Regions from separate parts of the Macaca mulatta genome. Here region 1 is linked to region 2. The links are chromatin contacts, called in public Hi-C maps. All regions are on one chromosome and are shown on one strand. Each heading gives the region's core, a stretch centred on a gene start, on an enhancer-like site or on the middle of the called end of the contact. The rest is flanking DNA. Distances are from core to core; before and after follow the strand shown. Region 1 holds the start of AKAP10 (A-kinase anchoring protein 10). Region 2 holds the start of ULK2 (unc-51 like autophagy activating kinase 2).

Evidence for each region. Hi-C and Micro-C count contacts between places; a contact is called where the count stands out from the background.
Region 1: a contact with region 2 is called in a Hi-C map of liver, with 2.9 times the contacts expected there. The contact joins the promoter of AKAP10 here to the promoter of ULK2 in region 2. A contact is called at or near these places in 2 of 14 Hi-C or Micro-C datasets (cortical neurons and liver).

What each region holds. Positions count from the first base shown.
Region 1 is chr16:21,191,364-21,194,116 of T2T-MMU8v2.0, reverse strand. AKAP10 (A-kinase anchoring protein 10) reads left to right here and starts at 1,250. Exons shown (of 15, transcript XM_077970530.1): 1 at 1,250-1,467.
Region 2 is chr16:21,076,446-21,079,375 of T2T-MMU8v2.0, reverse strand. It overlaps ULK2 (unc-51 like autophagy activating kinase 2), which reads left to right and starts at 1,387. Exons shown (of 28, transcript XM_015118807.3): 1 at 1,387-1,998. The coding sequence starts at 1,909.

The sequences.
Region 1 (2,753 bases), core at 1-2,500, 110 kb before region 2:
CCACCACCTGGCCCAGCTAGTTCTTTGTATTTTTTTTAGTAGAGATGGGGTTTCACCGTGTTAGCCAGGATGGTCTTGATCTCCTGACCTCGTGATCTGCCCATCTCGGCCTCCCAAAGTGCTGGGATTACAGGCTTGAGCCACCGCACCCGGCCTCTAGTTATAGTCTTAAACTTGGACATTCTTGTAGAATATAAAGTTTCCTCTTCAAAGTTCCCCTTCTTGTTAAAGACTACATCATAAGTGTAATAAGTAATAGTTTCTCTTAAAGACTTTCTTCAAACCTCCTTGCTTTGTGCTAATAACTCTTTGTTAAGCCCTATCCTATGTAACTGTTGGACATGCTCATAGGCACATTCCAGCTCACAGCCTATCCCCCTTCCTTATTTGGAAATGTTATTGCTTCCTTAAACCTTTCGGTAAGCAACTTCCTTTCTTTCTTCGTTCTTCGTTGCACTTACCTATTTAGGAAAGTTTTACGCTATTAGCAAACAGGGTATCAGTTTAAGAGTGTGAGGTCCCGCTCCAGCCAATGGATGCAGGACACAGCAGTGAGGACAACCCAAATGTGTAAGGGATAAATATGTCTGCTTTTCCGTTGTTCAGGTGTGCTCTCGACATTGTCCCATCTGCCATTGACCACACTTTCTGCAGAAACTAACGATTGCCTTGCTGAGAAATCTTTTGTCTCCGTGCTGACTTTTCTTCACGGCACTGATTATCTATTTCTAACAATTTTGGTATTTCTAACATTCTGAACCATCTTGGGCTAGTTGTCTCTTCTGGGCCTGTTTTCCCATCCGTCACATGATAAAATTCATTGGTTAAAAAACCCCAGCGAACATTTATTGAGTTACTATTACCTTCCTGCCCTCCCCAACCCCAACCCCAGGGAGCAGTTACAACCTCAGCCGCTGAGCGCACTCGCGGGGTGTAAGAAGCACCAAAGACAGGGAGGCTTGATTCATTTTGCTTTGGGAGTAGAGGAAGGGTCAGAAGATTCACAGGAAAATGGCATTTGAGCAAGGATGATTCACTGGAGCTTGCTTTTAAATACTGGTGAGGTTTTATGTTTCAGTCCCTTACAAAGTTGAGCATTCGCAGGGATTGCACTCCGAAATAAGCCCGCTTCCCCTTTTCCTTCGCGAATGACCGAGGGAGCTGCTGGTTCCCATGCAGCAGGTTGTGCCCTTTCCTTATCAGGGTTCTGCATCGCCTCGAACCCGCAGGCCGTGGTGGGCTGCTCTCCTGGGGAAGCAGGGGCTGGGGTGCAGGGTGAAGCTGCTCGTGTCGGCCAGCGCCTGTGAGCAAACCTCAAACGGAGGAGCAGGAGAGGTCGAGCCGGAGCGTGGCAGGGTTGGCCCTGCCTTTTAGAAGGGCACAATTTGAAGGGTGCCCAGGGGCCGGAAGCCGGGGACCTAAGGCCCGCCCCGTCCCAGCTGCTGGGAAGGCTCCCGCTCCACGGAGGTTAGTTTTGCAGAGACTGGGTCTGCAGCGCTCCACCGGGGGCCGGCGGCAGACGCCACAAAACAGCTGCAGGAACGGTGGCTTGCTCCAGGCACCCAGGGCCCGGGAAACAGGCGCGGGTCGCACGCGCGGATCACGCGAGCGATGCGGGCGTGCGCCCCTGCACCCGCGGGAGGCGGTGGGGGAAAGGGGCGGGGCCGGCGCTTGACCTCCCGTGAAGCCTAGCGCGGGGAAGGACCGGAACTCCGGGCGGGCGGCTTGTTGATAATATGGCGGCTGGAGCTGCCTGGGCATCCCGAGGAGGCGGTGGGGCCCACTCCCGGAAGAAGGGTCCCTTTTCGCGCTAGTGCGGCTGGCCCTCTGGACCCGGAAGTCCGGGCCGGTTGCTGAATGAGGGGAGCCGGGCCCTCCCCGCGCCAGTCCCCCCGCACCCTCCGCCCCGACCCGGGCCCCGCCATGTCCTTCTTCCGGCGGAAAGGTAGCTGAGGGGGCGCCGGCGGGGAGTCAGGCCGGGCCTCAGGGGCGGCGGTGGGGCAGGTGGGCCTGCGAGGGCTTTCTCCAGGGCGGCAGCAAGGCCTTCAGCGAGCTTCGGCCTCGGCGCAGATGCCCCCTGAGTGCCTTGCTGTGCTCCGAGACTCTTCTGGGAGGGAGAAGGTGGTCTTCTTGCGCGAGGTCAGAGGAGAATTGTCGCGCTGGTTCAGAAGCGATTGCTAAAGCCCACAGAAGTTCCTGCTTGTTTGGTTAAGAACAGTTCTTAGGTGGTGGTTAGTTTTTTTGTGTTTCTTTGAGGACCGTGGATCAAGATCAAGGAAATCTCTTTAGAACCTTATTATGGAAGTCTGAATTTTCCAAATAGTGAGGATTTTATGTCTAAAAGCAACACGTGAAAAAATTGTTTTCTTCACCCAGTGCTGTCTTACAATTTCCTCTTGGGGGGAGGGGTAGTTACTGCTGTTACTAAAATAAAATTACTTACTGCTAAAGTTCCCCAAGAGGAAGACCACTACTTTTGATGACTTTGCAAGTTTACTAGCTACTGGAAGCCTAACTTTATAAACGAACTACTTACATTTTTGATTTTCAGTTGTATTACCTGCCCAATATTTGCGTAGAAGCAGCTTGGTTTTGATTTTGGGTAAGGTTGTTGTACTTCATTAAAAATACATATCCGAAGTGAGCAAGTGTGGATCTGTGGACAGCAGCGATATTTCCTGTCAATTCCTGTTGCTTCAGATAAAATGTACCAGACAGAGGCCGGGCGCGGTGGCTCACGCCTGTAATCCCAG
Region 2 (2,930 bases), core at 138-2,637:
AATCCCAGCACTTTGGGAGGCCGAGGCGGGCGGATCACAAGGTCAGGAGATCGAGACCACGGTGAAACCCCGTCTCTACTAAAAATACAAAAAATTAGCCGGGCGCGGTTGTGGGCGCCTGTAGTCCCAGCTACTCGGGAGGCTGAGGCAGGAGAATGGCGTGAACCCGGGAGGCGGAGCTTGCAGTGAGCCGAGATCGCGCCACTGCACTCCAGCCTGGGCTGGGCGACAGAGCGAGACTCCGTCTCAAAAAAAAAAAAAAAAAAAAAAAAAAAAAAAAAGTACAGAAAAGGCTAGACTGTAGAGAATCTTTCAGTGAGGTAAGGAATCATTTCCATCCATTGTTGGGTGTACGTGCAATCTTGCTTAAGTTGCTGTCAACTTTTGAAGGCTCCAGATTTTCAGTGTCTAACACAACCACCTGGGCCAGATGTAAGTAAGGACAGGATGACGTAAGGGTGCACAGTAGCAGAAGCAGAAACCCAAGGCCCTAGGTTTTGAGCGTGTGAGGAAGGAGGGTTCTCTCAGCTGACTCTGTCACGGTTCAGAGATCAGCTTGCAGGGACAGACCCTGAAAGCACAAACCCTAAACAATGGAACACACACTCAAGTGTGGGGCCTGCGTTTTCTCATCGTTTCAAGCATATTGTTTAGTCAATGGTTTCATAAGGTACTTCCTTGCGGGAAACCTGACAGTCTGTTCCTTGTCACTTGAACAACTTTAACAATCAGGTAGAAAAGAAAGCTCCCTTCGGCCATTTGAAGTAAGCCCGAGGTCAAACTAGCCTGACACTGGGAGCCCCCAGGAGAGCCTTGAAAACGTGTGCGATCCTGAGTCGGTATGCAGAGGCGATTCTCTGCGAAGAGGACCCTGAGCTTGACCAGCTTCTCGCAGAGTCAAGGGACCACCAAAAGGTGCAGAATTCCGCCTGTCACCGTCCCTCTAGGGATCCGGAAAGAGTAAACCCCGAGAGGCGTCCGAAGGCCGGCAGCTTGGCAGCATTAACTCCGGTTTTCGAGGGCGCGGGCAAAGCCTGGAGTAGCAGTCGCTCCTTTGCTCTGGCAGGAATTTGGCGGTCTACCCTGCAGAGATTCTCCCGTCCTGCCTGCAGCTGGGGTTCAAGACTCGCTTCTCTGAAGTCCGCCTCCCAGCGGCCTGGAGCCCGGGGCGTGGTCGGCTGGAATCTGCTCCCCAGGCCCAGAACAGAGCCTGCAGCCCGTAACCCGCTGTGGCCGCAGCGGGTCGCGCCCGCCGTCCCCGCCTCAGGAGCAGCTGAGGATCTCCCCAGCTGCGGGCGCCCCGCCCGGGCCGCACTCCTTTCCCCGGCGGAGGGAGCGGGCTGGCGCTGCGGCCTTCAAGGCGCGCGGACGTCGCGGAGGGCAGCCAGTCGCGCGGGAGCGGGTAGCGCGCGTGAGGGCGTTGGGCGCCGCCGCGAGGCTGGGAAGCGCGGGTCCGCGGCGGTGCGGGTTCTAGGGCGGCGGCTGCCGCCGCCGCAGCAGCGCCCCGGGCGGGGAGGGCCGAGGAGGCCGGACGAGCTGGGGATGGAGAGTACCAGGCCCCTCACTGCCTCAGAGCGCGTGTGCGGCTCCGGGCGCGCACAGTGACGGTGACAGCGACCCTGGCCCGGCAGCGCCGAGGCCGCTTCGCCAGACAGCCCGCGACCGGCGGCAGGCCGGGCCATGAGGAGCGGCCGGGGCCGGGCCGGGCCTCGCTGACCCCGGCTCCGCGCGGCGGCCTCCCCCGTTTCCGCTCCGGCCTCTCGGCATGAGAGTCAGCCCGGGCCCGGGGCTGCGGCTGCCCCAGACTCGCCGCCAGCTGGCGCGCTCCGGGGCCGCAGACCCGCGGTGCTGATACCTGCGCCGCGCTACGCCGCCAGCCCGCCCACTGTGTGCCCCGGGGGCGCGGCCATGGAGGTGGTGGGCGACTTCGAGTACAGCAAGAGGGATCTCGTGGGACACGGGGCCTTCGCCGTGGTCTTCCGGGGGCGGCACCGCCAGGTGAGCGCCGGCCGGGGCGAGGCCGGGCCCCGGGCGGCAGGCACGGGGCTAGGTGGTTCTGAAACTTGGCGCAGCCGCGGGCCGAGCCCCCCGCCACGGCTAGCCGCCTGGGGATGCTATTGTGCGCGCAGCCCGTCTCGCGGTTTGTTTTGGTCCTTTGAGGGTTGTTGTGAGGCCCAAGCCTCTGGCAGCGCTCCGCCTACCGACCGGCTGCTGCTGACCCTCCTGTGTGCCCGGGACCCACCCCGCGGGCCGATCGCAGGAGCCTTTGCACCCAGGTTGCCCTCGACCCAAAATAGACGGTACTGCCCCGTGCAGACTCGAGGCTTGGGCGTGAATGGACCTTTGGTTTTTTCCCCCGTGCCCAGGGCTGGTCACCTTTGAGGTTGATAATTACAGACCCAGCGGAAAATGGGCGATGTCCCATTAGCCTCAGGCTTTCTCAGCCTGGGAGGTGTCACCTTTCTCAGCACTGGTCCCCTGCACCCCGAAGAGCCCCGGCACCGTTTTCTTCCCCGGAGTCAGATAGATGAGCTCCGGGTGAGAAAGGTGATTGGACAATTCATTTTCAATCACAATGAACATGAAATCATGTTTAAGCCTTACATTTTTTTTTTTTTTTTTAGCCTTTGCTATTTCGCAAGTACAGTTACACGAGGTTTTAGAATCTAAAGAATTTGCAAAGGCATATCGGGAGTGAAAATAATCTTAAAGGGTGTGGCAGTTCTGATTGTTGCCAAGGGGCGTGTTAAAAGTGGGCTGACTTTGTTGCTTATCGGATAAAGTAATGCTACTTTTCTTATTTATTTATTTATTTATGAGACACTCGCTTTGTCGCCCAGCCTGGAGTGCAGTGGCGAGATCTGATCTCTGCTTACTGCAACCACCGCCTCCCGGCTTCAAGCGATTCTCCTGCCTCAGCCTCCCGAGTA